Regions from separate parts of the Xenopus laevis genome. Here region 2 is linked to region 1. The links are chromatin contacts, called in public Hi-C maps. All regions are on one chromosome and are shown on one strand. The core of a region is the stretch at or near the end of the contact, and the rest is flanking DNA. Distances in the headings are between cores, read along the strand shown.

Evidence for each region. A called contact is a pair of places that touch in the nucleus more often than the background predicts.
Region 2: a Hi-C map of the XL177 cell line shows a contact between it and region 1, with 2.3 times the contacts expected there. The contact joins the promoter of hapln3.L here to the promoter of rlbp1.L in region 1.

Annotation. Positions count from the first base shown.
Region 1 is chr3L:115,551,024-115,557,641 of Xenopus_laevis_v10.1, forward strand. rlbp1.L (retinaldehyde binding protein 1 L homeolog) reads left to right here and starts at 4,040. Exons shown (of 8, transcript NM_001086917.2): 1 at 4,040-4,143; 2 at 5,443-5,482; 3 at 6,025-6,153. The coding sequence starts at 5,471.
Region 2 is chr3L:115,712,276-115,718,337 of Xenopus_laevis_v10.1, forward strand. hapln3.L (hyaluronan and proteoglycan link protein 3 L homeolog) reads left to right here and starts at 2,533. Exons shown (of 7, transcript NM_001086162.1): 1 at 2,533-2,602.

The DNA.
Region 1 (6,618 bases), core at 2,790-5,289:
TGACCCCAAAAAATAAAAATCCTGCTACAAAACTTTAAACTTTAGCATTTTATTGAAAAAATAATGTTCTACATTTTTATAGCAGCCCTGGTTTAGATACCTATCTTCCCAGATGAAGTGCTCTGCCTCTACTTGTCTTGAATGGCCTGATTCACATGACTTACATTCCTATGCTCTTATAGGCACACTCATCTGCACAATGCTTTTTCAAAACATACACTCAGCCATGAACAATAAGCCATGAACAATAAGAAGCTTTCAATAGAATCCTGGGACAGTGTTGAGAAGAGGCTTATTTCAGGACATGGAGTCCCCTGCACAGGATAGCAGTTCTCTGCATATTGCAGTATTGCCCTGTATTTCACAACACATAGGATATGACAGGGATCTCCAACTTTTTATTTACCCGTGAGCCACCTTCAAATGTAAAAATAGTTAGGGAGCAATACATTATATAAAAAGTACCTGGGGATGCCAAAAAGGGATGTAATTGGCCATTTGATAGCCTCTATGTGAACTGGCAGCCTACAGGAGACTATTTTATGCAACCAAAACTTGCCTCCATGCCAGGAATTAAAAAATAAGCACCTACTTTGATGCAGCTGAGAGCAAATTCCAAAGGGTTGGGGAGCAACATGTTATTTGCAAACAACTGGTTGGGGATCACTGAGATAGGAAATGAGGATGGGGAGCATGGTCCTTTGCTTATAAGAAGATCTGGGGTATGCAGGGCTGTTTTCAACCACTTTTCAGGTGTAGGTGAAACCTGTATAGGAGGGTCAGGTAAATGAGGCTTATGAGATATGTATTGTATATAACAGTGATCCCCAACCAGTGAGCAACAACCCCTTGGATGTTGCTCCCAGTGGCCTCCAAGCAGGTGCTTATTTTTGAATTCCTGGCTTAAGGGCAAGCTTTAGTTTCATAAAAACATGTATACTGCCTAACAGAGCCTTCTGTTGGCTGCAAGTCTAATCACAGCCCTTATTTGGAATCCCTGGGAACTTTTTGCATGCTTGTGTTGCTCTCCAACATTATTTTATACTTGAGTGTGGCTCATGGGTAAAAAAGGTTGGGGGCCCCTGGTATATAAAGTGCTAATGAATCACAGTGCATTCTTGTACTGTGGTTGGCTCAAATCAGGATTCGGGAAGGTAAGAGATGCTTTTGACTTATTGTGTAGTATGAAGAATGGTAAGAGAGTGAAGCTAAACAAGCGCAGGCTTCTCTTAGTAAATGTGTTTTAAGAGATTCTTTGAAGGCTTAAAGATAGGGGGAAAGTCTGACGGAATGTAGAAGGGAATTCCAGAGAAGTGGTGAATCTCTACCCATATCTGAATGCACGTTTGGGAGGCAGTAATGAGTGAGGAATGGAGGAGATGATTTGGTCAATACTTGAGGTGACTTGGGCAGTACTTGAATATTTATTCTAAGGCAAAGGGTGGGGTAAAGTTGGCAACTACTTAAAACATCAGTATCCTTAGTTTAAATGTATTCTGAATGGTAGAATTGTTAGAATGAAGTGTCTGAATGGTGAAATGAGGAGTTGTGGCTGAAGTACATGAGACTGGCAGAGGCTTCATTGTGGACTAATGTAGGACAATTTCTGTTTTTGACAAAAGGGTAACAAACAAGAGGAAGCCTGATATCTGGGTTGAACTTCGGAGAGCAGAGAGAGAAATCTGAATATCATTCATATGAATTTATTATTTACCCAAGGAAGGAAGTATACAAGGAAAAAATTACTGGCCAATGATAGAAATTTGAAGTGTACGACTATAAAGGTTAATTCTTTTTCATTTTGTCTCTGCAAATGTTAATTTAAAAAAAAACACCAAATAAATCTCCCCACGAAACATTAGAAAGAAAGATGAGATGTGTATGTGTATGTGTGTGTGATGTGGGTAGGTACAGTAGGTTGCCATATTTTATAGGCACTACATTTGCAGCTTCCAAGAGAGTCCTGTAATAGGTTGGTTTGCCTTTAAGTAAAGTTCCCTTTGGCTGGTCAGCTGCTGCATTCTCTTCTGCATCTGAGCCCTTTCAGCCTGACTCTCACGTGATATTGACACAACGTCCCACCGAGCTTAACGGAATGTGTGTTTTGACTGTCACTTACATTCTGTTAGCTTTATGGGCTCAGGTGCAGGCTTTAGTGAGCAGATGGATAAGTGAATTTTATATTGCATATAAAAGTGGGATCTTTCCAATGATGTAAACATTATGCCCAGGAGAAAAGGACAAGGCAGTCGTGTGTATGAGCAAGAAGTTAAACAGTCCTTCAGAGCTCATAAAATCTTTTTGCATTAGGTTTAAAGCAGCCTGAATGCAAACACAGCTTGTAAATATCAGAAAGCAAACCAAAGCCTTGATCAAAGCATCCAAAGCCCACAAAATGAAATGGCATGCTCTGAAACAATCCTGCAACGTATGGAGAATGAAAAATAGCAGCTAAAATGTGTTTGTTAAGAGGCAGTTTTTCCCCTTTAAAATCACAAGTCTTCCCTTGTTATTTGTTGACTTTAAACATGGGCCAAAAATCTTGTTCCCTGTACAGTTTTGGTATGTGCATTATTATCATATAACATGGATCCTTCAGCATTTACAGTGATCTGCTGATCAGGACAAGATCCCTGTTGCTTGGGACTGTAGTTCTAAGAAAGCAATGAAGGAGAGTTTCACAATAACTGTAATCATTGTATTTGTAGAATCATTAATATTAAGGCCCATGCGGGGTGCTCAGACTATAGTGAGGTGATTGATGGTAATTTGCTTAGCAGAACCTTATTATTAAACAAGACTCCAAGACAAGGTTCTTCAGAATAAGAGTTTATAAAACAAAACATTGGAATCTTGGGAAGCTTGGCAAGTATGACACAGAGAGCTTCAAATGTCACCCCTATTTGTTCAAGATTTTATACTTTTAACATGGCATTTACTGTAAGGAAAGGGGGTACATAGATTTGCCATAAAAGAGGGTCAAGACATCTGAGCAGCATTTCTGGAAAACATGTTGCTCAAGATAACGGTTTCCTGTGCCCAACTGTTGTAAGTCTATTGCTACTAAATGTAGACAGGGAGTATGTGCAGTTCTGTAGCTACAATTCTATCTCGTGTCCCTAACTAATGTTAACCGTTTAGCCTTGGGCAGCAGGGCCTTGATATTATACGAGGACAGTTTTATATGGCTTTATAGGGCCACTATTAACACCCTCCATTCAACACCCATCTGGCTTAGGTCAGCCTTTCCTTTGGGGGTGCCATTACTATTTTATATTATTTGATTAGTCCCTTTATACAGACTATTTCCCATCATAGATCGGCGTTCTCTCTTATTATTTATTATTATTTCATCATGACCCCAACATGTTGCTCCCCAACCCCTTGGATATTGCTCCCAGGGCCTCAAATCAGGAGGCATGTTTTGGTTGTGTAAAAAACAGCTGTACTGCCAAACAGAGCCTCAATATAGGCTGTCAGTTCACATAGGGGCTACCACATGGGCAATCACAGCCCTTATTTGGTACCCCTAGGGTTGCCACCTGGCTGGTATTTTACCGGCCTTGTCAGTAAAAATGATGATTGATCCCAATGTTATTAATAGGGAAAAAAGATAAATATATAGGAAGGCCGGTATTTTTTTCCACAAAAAGTGGCAACCCTAGGTACCCCCCAGGAATATTTTTTATATTAGTGTTGTGCCCCAACTATTTTTACATCTGAATGTTGCTCATGAGTAAAAAAGGTTGCAGACCCTTGCACTAGTGGATGAAGTTAACACTTTAGAGGATCTAACCAAAGGGTCGGCAGTGCTTAGCAAAGCTCTCTCTTGATTTCATGGGATTAATCAGAGGGTTACTTTCCCTGCCCCCACGTCATTTCTCTGCCGACCAGTAACTTTTCTCCTCCTTTCTTGTGGCACTTAATGGCATGGAGTGTTTTGTGCTGATTTAATTAATAAGCCTGACTGAGTAATGCCTTGTGACGGATAATCCTAACCCGATGACTATAGAAAGCTTTGGCTGCTTTTTCTCTCGACAGCACAGATCTTGGGTACGTTCTGCCCATCCGTCCTGCTTTATTAACACCTTGACTTGCTTTTGGTAGCTGAAGCCAAACCAGCACTTGTGCCACTCTTTTGCGGTGAGTACTGGGCATGGGGTAAGGCTTAACTGGGCTTGAAACTGCTGTTTTAGCTCTTTTACCAGCTCCTTTAGCTAGATAAGAGATTTCCCTTCTTCTGACATCACTAGTGAGTGAGAAAGAATGTGAAAAGATGATTATTCCCAGTAAAGGAAACAGATGTTTTCCATTTAATGATACTACGGGTTTATTAAGCTGAATTAGTACCAGCATAAACAGAACAGAAGGAAGAGTGTTTCCCAAAGTCCCAGACACAATGGGGTTTTCTGTCTGAGCATCGCTGGCTCCACTTGTTACACATTGCTCGAATGTTAATGGCCAGATTACCATCCCAATGTTTGATGCTCTCCAAGTATCCTAGAATTCCCTTTGCCTCATCTCGAGACCCAAAGGAAATCATAAAATGTTTTCCTAATGTGCCACCTGTTTTCTAAATTAAAATTCTTTTCAGTGAGACTGGGGGGAAAAAAAGTGAAATCGCTCTTAAATGTAATGCTTACTAATGTTTCAGTTTAGTTACCATGGAACTAAATAATCTTGCAAATCATATTCTGTCAGTCTGTTAGCGGCACCGCCACTAATATTTTTATTCAGACAGTGGGACCTGCCCAGATCCAGGTGGAAAATACCATATTTTTGGCTTAATGCATTGTATATAAAGTTACAATTATGGCCTACAAGTTATCGTCATTTTTTCCTGCATTAATTTATAGGCAATAGCTTAAACTAAGTGACACTCATTCCCACAGAACAGGTAAAGGATCTGTTTTCCAGAATGCTTGGGACCTGGGGTTTCTGTGATTTAAGTCTTCATACCTTAAGTCTTCTACAAAATCATTTAACATTAAATAAACCCAATAGGCTGGTTCCAATAAGGATTAATTCTTATATATCTTAGTTTGGATCAAGTACAATGTACTGTTTTATTATTATCATTTTTAAAGATTATTATTTGGATAAAATGGAGTCCATTATGGGAGAAGGCCATCCCGTAATTCGGAGCTTCCTAGATCATCAGATCACTGATCAGATCACTGATGGGAAGGGTCTGGCAGAATCCTCATTTGTTACATACCAATAATGCAAAATGTGCACACCTTTGTGTATATAGTCATAGAGAAGAGGGTGCCCTGGGCCCAGAAGAAAGAATGCAATATGATCTATGATCGTGCATGTAACAGAATAGTGGGAGACTGGATTTAGAAAGGGCAGGGTTTGCTGTATATAAATGGACTAAAATATTGTTTAAACAAACCAAATGGTTTCTCACACTTCATCTTATTGTAAATATTTTCCCAGCTCCTTGCGTGAAGACAGAAGAAGTCAAATGTCAGAGATAGTAAGTATTCTCCTGATGTTAGAGACTAGCAATACAATCTCCCCTGGGCATATGTGGCTTTACCGCTTTACTGCTTGGCTCCTTTTTTTTCCTTTGCGTACTACTGTTAATGGGGCTAAATGTAGGGGAATATACACCTATGTTCAGTGTAAGTTCAATTAAAAATAGTTTTTTTTTTGCTCTTTGCTTATTTAAGAATTATCTGTATCTCTTGTGTTATTCCTGGAAATTAACACCGGAGAGCAGTGACAATGAAACTACTTTCATTTTACCAACACAACAGTTACAATGAACTCCAATCCAGGGCAAGATGCAGAGTGTCCCCCATAAGGGGGTTCAACAACACCTACCCATAGCAACCCTACTGCTTTCTTCATTTAACGAAGTCTGAAAATCATCAGTTTATCCATGTGCTGCTTTAGCCGAATAAGAAGGAAAAAATAATAATATTGGCAAAAAGAAAGCAAAAGCTGTTGGTAAACTAAGATAAGGCATGATAAATATGTTTCAGTTAGAAAAGGTATTTCTGTTTTTGGCTACAGACTGGAACCTATCGCATTGTCTCTGAGGAGGAACAGTCTCTCAGGGCCAAGCTTGAGCGGCTCACTACTAAAGACCATGGCTCAGTCTTTGGTAAATGTGGGAAGCTACCAGAGTACACCGTGCAGAAGGTAAGGACAAAGCAAGTTGGCTTTCTGGGTACATTGAGTATAGAAGGGATATTGTTGGCCCTGGCTTAATATATAACACATTTTATGTTATTAAAATTTAAGCTGCAATTTGCCCTCAATTTTGTAATCATTCTCTTACTTCAGTCTGTTCTCTGCTTCCTATTTACAAGATGTTACTCTAGAAAGTGCTCTTGCTATAGATCTATAAAGATGTTTCATGGGGGTTTTCACACATGTATTTGGGTTTGCTTCAACAAGATCCTTAAAGTGAGGAGGAACAAATGGTACTATTCTCTAAAAGACAAAGCATATGACCCATGGCAGTGTTACCCAGCATTCCAAAAACTTTGCATGTGGAGGAACTTATTTAGGATTCTACAAAGGAGCAAAACTTTTTCAGCATTTGGTGGTGCCCATTTTCGGCTCTGTGCCGCTGTGGATGACCCCTGGCCAGAGGGCTGTGCC
Region 2 (6,062 bases), core at 1,283-3,782, 160 kb after region 1:
TATGTCCTGGCAGAGTCCATTTCTAGTTAAGATCATTCACTGTTCATTTCCTGCAGCAGATTTATTTCCTTGATAAATGACAGTTGGATAAATAATGAAACTGTTTGTATACTATTGAATTTCAGTCCAGAACCCAGTGATGTATGCTGTAATAGATGCCACAAAAACTTGTACTAGCCAAGAATTCGACATCCACTAGCAACTTTTAAATGCACAGCTGTTCAAAAGCAATGGATGCCAAATGAATAAAGCAAGAATGTATCTGAGCATGTACATACTAAGCAGAAAGCATAAATTGTGCCATATAGAATGTATTCCTGCAACATTAGACAGATCATCAACATAACTAGAGAAACTAATGATGAGAGTTATTCAGTTATACACTATATGACCAAAAGTATCCAGACACATTGTTAAGCCAAAAGTATCCCTACACTCCATTTAAATTGTCATGTCCTCAGTTGGAACATCCACTGTTGAGCTTCAGACTTTCTCCAGAAGTAATGTCAGCACAAAAAGTGGTGTTTTGTTTTATAGGTGATCAGAGCAAACAAACCAAACTTCACTATGTGCAGTGCCATTGGCAGAAATGGATATTGAATTTCTGGTAGTGTGAATAAAAATTCTAGGTTAGTCAGATACTAGGAAAACACTACCTGCCCGATTTCTTGATGGTAGAGCTGGCCATAGATGCAAAAATCCGATTTTCGGACTGTGTGTGGAGAGTCCCAACATTTTTCGTCCCATGGAGATCGTCGGCTGATGATAATTTCTCTGCATGTATTGCCGATCGTACGATTTTCAGAGGGAGACTGTCACTAGCTTTGGTCGGACATAACTTTTGTACGATTGCTCTCAGGGGCAGAACATCGGCTGATCTGTTCTTTTACTACTTTATTTGATTGGAATGGTTAGTGGCAGGTCGGGAGATGGGAATGTCTGATCGTACGATGATTCATACGATCGGATCTTTGCATCTATGGCCAGCTTTAGGAGCAGGTCTGGAGATGGGGAAGTCCGATTGTTCAAGGATTCGAACGATGGGATCTTTGCGCCTATGGCCAGCTTTACTCTTAGGTACAGGAGACATAATGGTCTAGGGCTGTATTTCATGGTTCAGGCTAGTGTCTCTACCACCATTGTAGTCTCTCGCTCTAATCTCTTCCCAGAAAGTCAAGGGTTGCTATAGCAGCATATTGAGAGCCAATTTCTTAATGCAAGAGGAAAGTGTCTGGATACTTTTGAGTGTAGCTTTTGCTGAACTGCCTGGATTCTCTGGAGGGTTTAGCTAAATTATGAAAAAAAGGAAGTGAATTAATATTTTTGTAAGGCGAGACGGTGCATATAGCAGCAGTGGGATAATAACTTCTGGGAAGGGACTGTGACTGTGGGATATCAGGTATAGTAGGGAAGGGTGGTGCCTATACTAACAGTGGGATAATAGTCTCTGGGAAAGGACTGTGACTGTGGGGTAGCAGATATGGTAGGGAGAGATGGTTCCTAAAGTAGAAGAGGCAATAATAGTCTCTGGGAAGAAAGTGTGGCATTGGGATAGCAGGAATAGTAGGGAGAGATGGTGCCTATAGTAACAGTGGGATAATAGTCTCTGGGAAGGGAGTGTGACTGTGAGGTAGCAGGTATAGTAGGGAGAGATGGTGTCTATAGTAACAGTGGGATAATAGTCTCTGGGAAGGGAGTGTGACTGTGAGGTAGCAGGTATAGTAGGGAGAGATGGTGCCTATAGTAACAGTGGGATAATAGTCTCGGGAAGGGAGTGTGACTGTGGGATAGCAGGTATAGTATGGAGAGATGGTGCCTAAAGTAGAAGTGGCCATAATAGTCTCTGGGAAGGGACTGTGACTATGGGATAGCAGGTATAGTAGGGAGAGATGGTGCCTATATAGTAACAGTGGGATAATAGTCTCTGGGAAGGGAGTGTGGTTGTGGGATAGCAGGTATAGTTTGGTGCATAGTCGCATTAGCAATAATAGTCTCTGGGAAGGGATCTGGATCTGGGATCTGGATCAACTGGCAGATAGGTAGTTAATAAAAAAAAAAAAAAAAGGTTGAACTCGATGGACATGTGTCTTTTTTCAACCTTACTTACTATGTTACTATGTTACTATGTGACTGGCTGTGAGGGAGAGCAGCAGGGCGCAACGTTACCTGCATTCTGTAAGGCGGCGGGTGTATAGCCTGTGCCTGCGTTTCAGCTGGGGTGGGAGGAGAGGAGCGCAACATGGGGCAGTTATTTAGTTCAGGCTGGGGGAGTGAGACTTTGGTGCAGCTGTTACTGGCAATTATATCATCCGTACTAGAGTTGGATACTGCACTCGCTCCTTTTGGCACCTTCCCCGCTTATTCATTCATTGTAACATAAACGCTGCGCGCGCCCGTGTGACTTTAAGAGGCTGAGTCTAGGGGCCAAGTGAGGGCTTGGCTGTTGTGACGCGCTCCCCTTCCTCTCTGCCAATCAGCGCTCATTATTAGACTGGAGCCCAAACACATTTTACTACAGACTTCCAGACCCCAAAGCAGAGGGTGCATAGGAAATACAAAGGGCTTGTCAGAGACATCCAGAAACAGGGCAGGTCACTGAACTGTAAGTATGAAGCAACCCTCCCTTACCTGACTCACAAGAAACTTGCTCAGTAAGACCCTCTAGGAACAGCACCCCTCTCCCACCTCACTGTCAGACACTTCTCCTTCTCAGCCTCCCTTTACAATCACACTTCAATTGCATCGCAAGGATATGAAGACAATTAAAGGGATATAGAGAGGGGGGACAAGTACTAACAAAAGGCAGTCAGTGAGATGTATTATTAGATTATTATTATATTCAATTGAACAGAAAAAAGAGCAACCTCCCCTCATTTACCTTCTTAATGTCTGTATTGCAATAGTGCTCTTTGTTGTGCTAATATCAGTGTTGTACAATCCTGTGTTCCTTCCTATTATCTTGCTAATTCCCTGCACTCTCAAGATCACTGGGTACAGTCAGTTATACATATGAACTTCAGGAGTGAATGTTTGTATTTTACTAAGCTATTTAAATAGCTGTTTATAGTTTGCATTTGTTTTGTAACACCCGCACCCCCTCCCAAAAAAACATTGAATTCTCTCAGTTTTGATCATCACCAGTCAGACAGCAGGACCTGTTTGTATCTGCCCTCGTTGTCTTTTGTTAGAAGGAAGCGTTTGGAGTTCAAGTGTGACTATTTAAGTCATTTCTTTTGTCTCTTCTTTGCTCTTCCTTTATTTCAACTCAAGTTTGTATTTGGAATTATTAGATTACTTTATATCTGCACAGTTCCAAGTGTGATACAGATGTGTATATGTAATGGTCCCCCTTTCTATCAGCGACACTAACATACACACATGCTCTTTCTCTCACTCTCTCACTTGCTGGTAACAGCACACAGACACACACATTCCACTGTCACCCACATTTCCACCTTCTGTCATGTACACACATTGCCACACACCCCTCACTAATACTAACACAGACACCACCTCTACACACAACTTCTCTTATCCAAACATGTGGATATTCCAAAAAAAGATATTCCAATGTTTCAATCACATCATAGTGATCTTCCCTGAGGAAGATCACTATGATGTGATCAAACGTTGGAATTTCTTTTACTGGTCTATTAAAATCATTTACTCTTTGTATGTTTGCTGTGTTTTTGATTGGTGAGTGTTCCCCCATGTTCCATATATATATCTATATCTATCTATCTATCTATCTATCTATCTATCTATCTATCTATCTATCTATCTATCTATCTATCTATCTCTATATATATATATACTCACAGAGATCCAGTATGGTGCACTCGGCAAACATTCATTCACATACCTGTGTGCAGGTCAAAAAAGCCATATTTACCACAATGAAAAGACCGCACCAATCAGGTCTTGAAAAAAAGACGGCTCAAGTGAGGAGCCGAAATGTTGAATAAATATTTTTTTCACTTTTTTTCAAGACCTGATTGGTGCGGTCTTTTCATTGTGGTATATATATATATCTATATATAGATATATATATATATATACACAGACCGTTCTCCCTTGGAGTTGGCACTTGATTTCAATCTCTCTTTCAGAATCAATCTCTGACAACTTATTTACCCACAGACACACACTCAGTGGCGCTCACACTTGTCCACTCTCACATACTCACTTATCTAAATATACACTCACTGACATGGATACATGCTTCTCTCATGAAAAATGTAAATATGATATATGTCATATAAATATTAAGCCCATCGGATAGTCCTGCCTTGATAGGACGCTTCTCACCATATGGAAGAAATTTAAGCAATCTCGGAGCCTGATTCAAAGATATTAGTGGACAGGCACTGCAGCTTGCGATAATGGAGATGGGTTATTAGCTAATGAACCTTTACGAAGAAAGAAAAAATATACATGACGGTATTCCAGGTTTCCACCTCTTTAGTAATGTAGTGGTGTCATCTTTTGACCCTGAGGGCTTAACTTCCCTACTTAGAATTCCTTTTGAATTAGCTCTGTTGCCGTACTGGTTAGCTGGTTATACATTGCCTTAGCATATCTTGTACAATTTCCTTCTTCTGTGCACAGGTCAGCACCCCATTAAACATTATCCAGCCTAGGTTTAAAGTTTTTTTGGAAACTGAGCACATCTTCATGACTTCCTTAGGTAATAAATAAACTAAAGGCGAATTTGATTTTAGTTTTGACTATTGCCATTGTGGGCTACAGAGTTACTTATTACTACACACATTTCTGCTTTTGAATATCTACAGTAGCAACAGCAAAATGTTGACTGTGAAACTTGGGTCTATATTCAGTTTGATAAGAAAATAAAGCTGGAGACAGGACATTAATCGCTCCCCTCATATTGAATGTAGTCTATAATTCTGCATCTTATCAAAATAGCCATGGCTCATAACATTATCTTTGTGGGATGTTACCTTCTTGGCTGTAAGCTCTTAAAATTAAACACGCATTTCAGCTCTTACATCAGTGTAAATGTGTGTATTGTTGTATTTGCCAATGCCATATGGTTATTGTAGAGTGGTGCACAGTATGTTGGAGGTTTATCAATACCACATAACCACACTACATCAGAAACCGAAAGTTGTTACAAGATATGCAGGCAGTAAAAATAGTTCAGGAAACTTCAAAACATAGTACGATAATCAGAAACTTGTAGTAACTGAGGCCGAGTTTTCCTGGCAACCTGCTGATGAGGTTGTTCTAGATCAGGGGTCCCCAACCTTTTTTTACCCGTGAGCCAAATTCAAATGTAAAAAGAGTTGGAGAGAAACACAAGCATAAAATAGTCCCTTGGGGTGCCAAATAAGGGCTGTGATTGGCTATTTGGTTGCCCCTATGTAGACTGGCAGCCTACAAGAAGCTCTATTTGGTACTATACTTAGTTTTTATGCAATTAAAACTTGCTTCCAAGCCTGGAATTCAAAAATAAGCATCTGCTTTGAGGCCACTGGGAGCAACATCCAAGGGGTTGGAGAACAACATGTTGCTCGTGAGCTACTGGTTGGGGATCACTGTTCTAAATTATAGGTTGTACTGTATCAGGGCAAAGTTTTGCCCCTATTTTTATGTAGACGTGCTTGAGAAGGATATTGGATAGGAGTCTTCAGAATATACTCCAGGAAGAATATATAGTACTATAGAATGACAACTGTGATTTTCAGCTTGTAAGAGATTCGCATAGTCTCAGGGGTGCAGGGAGTAATTAATTTGTTAACCTAAAGAGTGGTTGCAAATGCACAGATCTGGAAGCAGATACTTTGTTTTCCTGTGCCTTTAAGTAACATGATGTAAGAGTTAGGATTCAGTGGGGGAATGTACTAAGAAGGTGCCCAGTGTCACATTTTCATAACACAAACTTGAAACTAAAATGGGCAAGGTATTGCCCTTTTCCCTATGCCTTGTGCCATAGTTCTAGAGCAGCCCTATGGCTTTACAGCAGTTTTAAAATGTGCCCTCACCAGCAGAGCTTCAGCAAGAGCCATAACATGACCAGTTTATGCAAGTGATGATGTAGT